2 separate regions of the Sus scrofa genome follow, and region 1 is linked to region 2. A link is a contact called in public HiChIP or PLAC-seq data. All regions are on one chromosome and are shown on one strand. The core of a region is the stretch at or near the end of the contact, and the rest is flanking DNA. Distances in the headings are between cores, read along the strand shown.

The links. HiChIP or PLAC-seq counts read pairs in DNA pulled down with a chosen protein or histone mark.
Region 1: a contact with region 2 is called in an H3K27ac HiChIP or PLAC-seq map of alveolar macrophages. The contact joins two enhancer-like sites. A contact is called at or near these places in 2 of 47 Hi-C or Micro-C datasets (mesenteric adipose tissue and subcutaneous adipose tissue) and 2 of 2 datasets of contacts at active chromatin or transcription factors (alveolar macrophages and skeletal muscle).

Annotation. Positions count from the first base shown.
Region 1 is chr1:22,367,181-22,372,162 of Sscrofa11.1, forward strand. The region is part of intron 2 of HIVEP2 (transcription factor HIVEP2); the gene reads left to right. Among named protein-coding and RNA genes, the nearest start is that of HIVEP2, 130 kb to the left of the region's middle. Within about 2 kb of position 2,386, at least 37 of the 83 cell types and tissues checked have an H3K27ac peak or open chromatin away from gene starts, as enhancers often do. A contact at or near this core is called in alveolar macrophages, skeletal muscle and subcutaneous adipose tissue, where this site is marked.
Region 2 is chr1:22,257,806-22,262,335 of Sscrofa11.1, forward strand. All of the region lies in intron 1 of HIVEP2 (transcription factor HIVEP2), which reads left to right. Among named protein-coding and RNA genes, the nearest start is that of HIVEP2, 19 kb to the left of the region's middle. Within about 2 kb of position 2,701, at least 62 of the 83 cell types and tissues checked have an H3K27ac peak or open chromatin away from gene starts, as enhancers often do. A contact at or near this core is called in alveolar macrophages, skeletal muscle and subcutaneous adipose tissue, where this site is marked.

The DNA.
Region 1 (4,982 bases), core at 1,136-3,635, 110 kb after region 2:
GTGAATACTATCCCAAAGTATCTTTGTAATTATGATTACTCAACATTATGGTGGCTATTCTCCTTTGCTATATCTTGTTTCTACTTTTTAATAGAGTCGCATACATTCCTGTCAACAAATTTGTTTTAAAAATTTTTTTGAGGTGACTATTTCATTATAATTGGTATCCTTTATAACACTATGTGTTTGAGCTTAAAACATTATGCTAAGAAGGGATCCCCTGGCTTCATCAAACTCTCAAAGGGGTTCATGGTGACCGGAGGGTTGAGAAGTTCTGATCTAATTAAAATCTCCCATTTTACTGCAGAAAGTCAAGGCCTTGAAGAGGGTAGTGAGTTGCTTAAGGTCATCCAGCAGAACAGGGGTTAAAAGTGGTGTCCTTCCTGTTCTGTGTGGCTTCTTGGCACCTCAGTCCTGGTCTTGGTGTCAGGGGAATGAGGTCCTTTGTCTAACTCAGCAAACCCTTTTATGATGATGGAGGCCAAGTCAGCTTCCTTCTTTGTCCTTCCCTGGCCTGCGGTGCCCTTCCTCTCACCTCTCACCTCCAGGCCCACTGGTGGGGGTGGTGAGGTCTGGTCATCTCTACAGTGCTTGTCCCTGGGTCCCACATCATCACAAAGCGTGGGTCCTAAGTCACCTGAGGTGGCAACAGAAAGAGTAAAACATTGAATCCTGGTTGCTTGACCCCATTTAGTGGTGGTATTTCAGGCAATGTCGGTATCCCCATCCTAGCAGAGGAAATCTTTTCATCCCACCCGGTTGGCTTTCTTCTCCCACCCCCACGGGCTTTTTTAAGTTAATTAAGGAACTCCTGTTACATGGTTTCCTCCGTTTTAGACTAATGTCAGGCCGAAATGTCAACAGAGAAATAGAGTACTAATGTTTATACTGCACTTCTTAGTGCCATTTCTAAGCACCTTCTCTTACCAGTTCTAACAATATTATCATTACCCCTGTTTCACAGGCGAGAAATCTAAGGCACAGATAACTGAGGTTATTTATATGTCTATGTAGTGTCAGAGATGGGGTTCGAAAGAGGTGTCCTGGCTCTGGCGTCCGTGAGCTGGACCACTGTGCCACATGGCCAGTTACTATTTCAGTGTCTTACACTATTGTCCAGTCTCTGTTTTTCTTTGGTTTGGGATTGGACTAGGAACCTGCATATCTAGGATGAAGGGAGCCTTTGAATTATTTTAGTGCAATACTAGAGGAACTCTTTCCAGTCTCAGAGCTGTCTCTGAAAGGTACTGTGTCATTTGGTTCAAAATCTGTGCAGCTTTAATCTCCTGCTTCTATGTATTCAGGCAATCTGGTGAAGGAAAAACACATTCATACCCCCAAAAGTTTAGTAGTGCTGCAAAATACTTGATTTGGATTGACTCTGTCTCCAATTCAGGGACATTGACAGTGCTTTGATCTTTGCTGTTGAAGTCATCTCATCAGCAACACTGGCAAATACATCTTTGAAAATTTAAAATTCAGAAAATTATATCTGAATTCCTGTGTTTTGAAAAAAAAATGCTAGTATTTCTCTTCTTGAACACTAGTTGATGTTTTGGCAACTAGTTAAACGTCTGCAAATCCAAGGGCTGGCTGAGAAGCTAAGCTTGCTGTAACCAGTTATCCCCAGATGGCCAGACTCTGTTGCATACCACTTTATAGATGCTCACTGGTTACATACTTGGGGTTATGAGGTGTACTGTTCCACTGGTTTTGCCAGCCATGCACAACACATTATTTGATAGGTTGAGACAGATGGTGTAGCTCAAGCTAAAATGAGGGAGAAAAGAAAGTGAAAAAATAGAAAAAGGGCACTTGATTTTCTAACTCACATTTCGGAAGTGAATTTTAGCTTCTATGATTGACTAATAAATGCAGTGTTGCCCTAAGACTTGAATTCATTAGCGTCTGTTTAAACAGATATAAGTGAGTAATCGGCAGGAAGCAATCTTTTCCCTCATGGATGCTGTGCCAGATTTTATGGGGTCTCCTCCAGATTTGAAAATGTTGGGCCACTGGAAGTGTCAAAAATAGATCTGGGTTTTTCAGACGAAGACATACCACCATCAGTACCAATCAAAACAGAAAAATCCCAAATTTTATTTTTAAACTGGAAAAAAAAATATGTATATATAGCCTGGTGAAGCAGTGGTGATAAGGACAATTAATCAGTTTTCATGCAGCTGCTTCCTGACATTTCTGCAAATTGTTGTGGAAAAATTAATGAAGGTTAGATCAGTAATGGTTTCAAGCTTGGCCAGTGGAAAGTATGACAGTGTTTCCATCAGCAATTAAGCTGGGCTGCTTTCTTTTTTCTATAGGGGAAGTGGTATGATGTGTGTTCTCCACAGGAAATGGAAAGGGCAGTTGAGCTGTGTGAGCACAGGTATGGGAGGAGCGCGCTGGGGCTGCTCCAGCAGGCTGGCCCGGACGGGCACCATGGCCCATGTGCATCTTTTGCAAAAAGGATTTCTCTCTACCACCCGGAGACATCATCCCTTAAAAAAGAGAGTGAGAATTGCGAGACTTTCTTGCGCTGCCGTTTCAGAAACACACAGAGGCTCTGAATCTAAACTTTGGGAACCAGAAAGTGGAACTTATGACAAACAGAAAGTGAAACTCACCTATCTAATTTTATTTTTCAAGCCAAAGGTAGTTCAGTACAGGCCCAGTTCACATCCTGTGTAACCCTATGGGATTTTCCCCAGTATTAGTTAAAAATTTTCCCATAGGGTCACACAGGATGTGAATTAAAGTAAACACTTAACAAGCATGATGAAAAGGAAATTAGCTTTCTAAATGATCCTTTCACTGTTAACATCCTGAGTACTTATTAGAAACATGGGAAAGGGTCACTTCACTGTGTCATTATCAAGTTGGTACATTATGAGTATATTAACACTCCTTCCTACTTCATATGAAATGTAGTTCTTCACATATGAAACTAGATTTTACCTATTTGGTGAGCTCTTAGGAAAATGTCAAAAAGCCCGGCAAAACACTCTGTAAATCAATAATTCTTAGCCTTTTGTGGGGAAGGGTTCACAGACCTCTTTAGGACTCGGATAGAAATTTTTGACCCTTTCTCCCAGAAAAAAAAAAACAAACGCATTTTACATGCAGTTTTTAAAGGTTCACAGATCTCTTAAGTGACCTTGGACCTTAGGCATTTTTTCTTGGACTAGGTTTTTAAAGCTTTTGATGGACAGATAGGACATTAGAATGAAAATATTAATTCAGTTTAAGTAAAGATGTTATAAGAGGCCTTTTTTAAAGAAACTTTAGCAATAATAATTCTTTCCCTTTTCCACCTGGAAAATACTTCCTTGTCAATGGAAGGGAGCTTGTACAGTGGACAGAACATACAAAGCTGGCATTGAAGCTGGCTCTGTGACATTTTAGCAAGTGACTTTTGGGGCCCTGCCTCAATTTCATCACTTTAAAATGCTGGCAGGGGATAAGATGTCGCTTGTGTGTCTGGCAAATCATCCATGCTCTATATATCTCCCTTTCATTCTCTTCTTTCCTTCCTTCTTTGAGATGTAGCTTCAATGTCACTTTCTTACGCATCTTTTGGCAATTTCTCTTTGCAGGTTTTTTTGTTTTTTGTTTTTTTCACTTTCCCTGCAGTGTTCCTCTACTGCTTTGCAAATTCCTTTACTCTTAAAGTTGTGTTGTCATGCATTGGTTACTAAAGGTGTGCGTTCGGAGGCTCTTGTATCGTATCAGTGATGTTTTATTTCCCTTGGTGCGTGCTGTACCCAGCATAGTGTTTAAGACGCATAAGCATTTCCTGTTTGTTAAATTAATAGTGATAGTATCATGCTTATTAGAAACCAAATAATTTGGACTTGGGCTTGTAATTGTAATTTTATCGTGTTTATGTGACCACTCATCATCTCAGAAGAGCAATGCATATAGCTGCAGTAAAATTTAGTGAGAGAACACAGCCTCAAACTGAAAGTATGTATTTGGCTACATCCGGAGTATATTCTAAATCAGAGCCACAGTATTTTGGCTAGAGATTTCAGTCAGGTTAGTCACCAAGGAATTGGGGAAAATAAGTGCTGTTACATTACTAAAATGTTATGTATCTATACATTATCTGACTCTCAGAAGAAAATGTGGGCTCCCAAAGCCTTGGTGTATATTTTATTATTTAGAATCTGAGGTTGAACCATAGCTTGAAGGAGATATTGATCTGCCTTTCTTTGAATTAATTCCTGACATGCCCTTGCTAATGTTTTTCAATTTAAGTTGAACAAAAATGTGGCCCGTCTTTAAGGAGCTATCATTCTTTAACTCCCATTTCTCCATTTCTCCGTGTGTGTGTGTGTGTGTGTGTGTGTGTGTGTGTGTGTGCGCGCGTGTATCCTGCAGCTGTTACAAATATTTTTAAAAGCAACCGAAATTTTTAAAAAGTACATCAAACCACATTGTCTTAAGACTTGAATAACTCAGCAGTGGCAGTCAGCTCTGTTCTTTCTATATGTGATTAATGGTTTCCAAGCAGTAAATTCTGATTTAGAGCCTTGAGCATAAAGAATGACTTTATGGGCCCTGGGAGGATTGGAAGAGAGAGATGTCTAGTTGGCTGCAGGAGGTCTTGGAGCAAACTAGTGTGAGGACACAGCTCTGAGTAAGGTTGGAGAAAGCGGAGAGAGTGCAGAGAGGAGAAAGAAAAATGTGGAAAGTAGGGCATGGTATCTGGTGGTCTGGGGAAGGTTTTTGCCATCAAGAAAGAAGCTGTTAGTCTTAATATTCAGAGTACTAGAAAATGGTGAGGAGAACACTGGCTGAAGCAATTGGCGAATCGGACCAGTGGAAGTTGCTGCAGAAATGCAACTGAGGATCCAGAGAGGTGCTGATGGTGTTGGGTGGTGAGGAGGTTGTCAGTTGGGACAGAAGATGAACAGAGGCTCGTGCCTGTGAGATATGAAGAATTCAATTTAGGAAATATGGGGAAGGAAAAATACATGTTG
Region 2 (4,530 bases), core at 1,451-3,950:
TTATTAAGTTGGAATTGTGCACTCTCGTAACATACTTCAAAGCGCAAAACTGGAACATTTAAATTTTTTTCCAGGAGTTTCTAAAAAAGTCTGAAATTTCTGCCCTGCAAAATATCCCTTTATCCTCACAGTTTATTTGTTCTCTCTTTCATGATATTAAAGAGATACCTTTGAGACTAGCACCAGGAACCTGAAGAATTCATAGTTTATAATTATGGTTTACGTTTTCAATTATATGTTTATTCACAAGTTGATTTAATTTATTGCTATCATACTGGCCTTCATATCATCAGTCTGTACTAAATGTATGGTAGTACTGATTTCATTTAGTCTGTAATTAGGATTATAAAACAGGATAATTTTTAGTCACCCTTCTTTTGTTCTTTCCAAGTGCCATCATCGGCAATTAAGTATAAACCAAAGAGCATGAACTTTAGCTGAAATCTTCAGGGAGCTTAGACAGTATCTGGGCAGTCCCTTGCAGTTTGTGGAGTGTTAATTATATACCATTGACCGATGATTTGAAGGAATAAGTAAAAGTTTGTTCTAATCAAAAACCCCGGAATCACTGCAGTGATTTAATGGGTAAAAGGATGATTGATATGAGAAGGAAAAAAAAAAAAACTAAAGAAGGTGGTATGAGATCACCCAGGAGTCAGGCAACCACAGCAGTATTTCCTAGGAGTAAACACATTCGGAATCACTTTTACAATCAAGAATCCTTTAATACAGTTTGGGAAGCTGTTTAAAAGCTACTATATTCAAACTAAATAAAAAAAGCAGTTGAATGGGATTATTTCCCAGGCCCCTCTCATCACTCGTATTGCAGAGGTGCTGGCTACCAGGCTAGCTTCGAGCATCCTGTATAGTACAGAGGGCGTGGTTTTAGTTGCAGTTAGGAGTATGGAAATGGAAGGGTCTTTTTCTTTTCAAAAATATTGGAAGGAGCCCCTCTGAGGTCCCTACATTTATGCTAGTCCTGTGTTTTCTGAGCCTATTTCTTGATAAAATAGGCATAGAAATACATGTGGAATAAATGTAAACTCTCTGCACATTTGATGTTATTACATGATAAACTATACTGTTGTGTCACTCAGATCTTTAGAAAATTAGACAAGTTCTCAGGGGCTTTGGGTCACTTTGAGTGGAAGCCAGGGTTCCTTTCGATACAGGTAGTGAATGCCAGGTAGTAAATGCCTGGATAGGACAGCTAACATTTACTAAGTTGTAGTCTTTTATTTGTGCTTAAAGTGCTAAAAAAAAATTTTTTTTTTAAGTAAACTTTAAAAAATGTAACTTCTTTATCAAGGAGGAGTAGCTTTGGATGATGAACTTCATGAAAGCATCAAGATGATGAGTTCTTTTTAATTCTTAAGATTCATTTACTTGTGAATCTACAGGTTACAACGCAGGAAATATCATGATTCTTTTAACAGCCTAAATATATTTAAGAATAGAGTTAGTTTTTTAGAGCAGCTTTAGAGTCACAGCAAAATTGAGTGGAATAGAGAGTCCATAGCACTGCCTGCCCCCTTCCCCTCCCCCACTCCCTGATGGGCACAGCCTCCTCCACTATTAGAATCTTGCATAGGGTGGTACATTGGTTACAGTGGATAAATCTGCATTGACATGTCATTATCACCCAAAGTCCATAATTTACACTTGATAAAGCCCTAAATATTTTAATTCCATGTCCTGATGTGAGGCGTTGCTAAATTCAAATGTTAGAGAAATTGGCAAAATACAACATCTGTTAACATTGATTCGCCAAAGAAGAACAGAATCTAAAATTTGTTAAGCTCATCCAGTTTTTTTATTTAAAAATGATTATAGAGTCCCTTATAGTCTCATAACCCTTATTAACCTTAAGCCACTGCTTTTCTAGAATTACACATGGTTATAATCTGGTTTATGGTTTGTACTAAATGGAGGGCTGGAAATTTAGGATAAAGGAAACTTTAAAAATCGCTATTATTTTTATATGAATGGGTAAAATTTCCACTTTAAAACATCCTGGCCAAAAGTTTTGCGTGCCATTAAAGTGGATAAGTACAAAACTGATTCTTAAGAGGTTCGGATTTTTAAAAATTAGACATTCCAGATATGATAAATTAGGACCTAATAAGTAAAAGGACTTTATATGTTGTGTAGGGGGTGTTTTTTAATAAATGAAAACGAATAGAAATGCTTTTAGAAACGTCTGAGGAGTGTCTTCTTGCCGCCTTTGACCTCACTGGAGCTGTGCAGTAGAGAAATCTTTTTCACTTGCATCTGACAGTTACTTTAGGAATCCACAATCAGGAGATGGAAAACGAGGAAAACACCTAATTGCAACAACACTGAAATGATTTTCACTTTTGATTATTTAAAAATAATCCTAGTGTAGAAAGAGTCATCTTGGGGGGAAATTACGTTAAAAATTGAGCTAAGAAACTTGCGCCAAAAAAAGTGCTTCCTCTGAGCACCTGGAAACACACGCCTTTCCCGGCCCCGGGGAAGGAGCGGGCGGCGGGCGGGAGGGGAGCAGGGTTGGGGAGCGGCCGGGCTGGGTCCGCCTGACGCGGGCGGGCGGAAAAGCCGCTCCCGCGCCGCCCCCGCCCGCGTGGCCCCCGGCGCCACGAGCCCTTCCACCCCGGGGAGCCCCGGCCCGCCCTGCAAGGGGCTGAACGTGAGGCCCCGGGCCGCCGCCGACACCCGAGGGAGTGTGAATGCAGTGACGTCTCCGCCGGTTGCAGCTGCACAACAGGAAATGCTCTCGGCCTCCCCCTTCCTGTCGGGGGAAAGTGGGGCTCGCAGCTCCCGCCGCGCCCGCCCAGACCTAGTTTCGGGGCGGCCCTCCCGGGGGCAGGGGCGCTGAGGAGAAGGCACTGACTTGGCCGAGGCTCGCTTGGCCGAGCCTGCCAGGGGACTCACTGTGCCGGAGGTCCGGGGATCGCTGGCCTCGGGGAGACCGCTGCAGCTGTACAATAGGGAACCCCGGTCAGGTGGGCCGGCTGCCTGGGGGTGAAGAGTGCTGAATAATGCTGGCTGCAGAGGGCCTGAGCGGACTTGTCCTTCGCCTTGCAGAATGCACCTTCTTTCTCTTCACGAAGCCGTACAGGAAACCTCTTGTTTCACCCTCTTTCTAACTGTCACCTTTTTGCTTTGTTGTGGAAGCAAAGATATGAATGTTTGCAGCCAAGCACAAGCATCGTGCCCTTACACACTTCGAGACGGAATCATTACAAGAAAACTCTCCGGGTAGTCATGATTTTTAAACGTTATGTAGTTAGTAAATCTTGTTTGAAAAAATGCTTATTGTGAATTTGAGAACAGAAATGTAGCCCTAATTTACTATGCTCGAATTATAGATGGATTTAAAAAAACAAAACAAACCTTTTCTACTTTTTTTTTTTTTTTTTTTCGGCTATAGGTAGGATTAAAAAGTTGAAGCCAAGAGAGTAAATCCAGCCTTTTTAGTAACAGGTGTTTTACTTTGCATTAATGATCTTTCAAGGTACATTTTAGAATCAGTGTTGAGCTTAATATTCTATAATTTAGTAACATGAATCTTGTATGTTTTATATACTTGTGAGCAAGGTAAGGGAGAATAGTATCGTATCAGCTGCGCAGTCATCATTCTGACCACTTCTCTGCTTCTCTCCTTGACTCATGAATAGGCTTTGTAATGGTAGATTGTTCTTTTGGCCCCACAGCCAAAATGCCAGAGTTCACTGGGAGGTCTGCTAAGGTTTCTTATATCAAAGACTTGACAGAGAAAGGATTTAATAGATGAAGCTATGATTTAGTAGTTCATAGTAAACCTAGAAAATCATTCTAAATTGCGCCATACACTGTTCACATGTTTAAGTTAAACCGAGTCACAAGACTAATGGCTGACCTATGCTTATATAATTGTTGCCTAAATATTTTCCTTTTAAAAAATCCCCACAGGATCATTAGAAATGTATGTAGTACAATGGCATTTCCCTTGGGATGCTTTCAGCTGATTTATGCAATAAGGAAATTAAAGAGGGCTTGAGTACACTTGGAATAAGAGCTGTCGATTTAAACATTAGCCCTTTTTAAGACAGCTTTTTCCTTTAATAGAATATAACATAAATACCCTCTCTTTGTACCATATGAGCCTCATTCAAGTTGTTATCTTGACACTCTTATTTGGTTGTGAGATGCACAAAAATATTTGTACAGATATTCTCAATGGCCCTCTAAAGGAAATCAAGTTAGAAGAACAGAGGGGAATTTGTGACTGCTAGATATTACTCACTAAAATTTGCGCTCAATAGTTAGATGGATTCAAGGGGCGAACATGACGGTGCACGGTGCGAGTGAAAATGTGTTGTAAAACTGGAAAGCCACATGTTAATGCAATATTGTTTTATTTTTTAAAAAATATGATTCTCTTTTCCCATTTCTCCCCCTATAGTAAAATTACACAGAAGATATACAACAGGAAAATTGTTGAAGTGGAAATTTGTTTGTCCTTTGTGGCCACCATATAGTTGGGTCCCCAACCCTACATTTATTTGC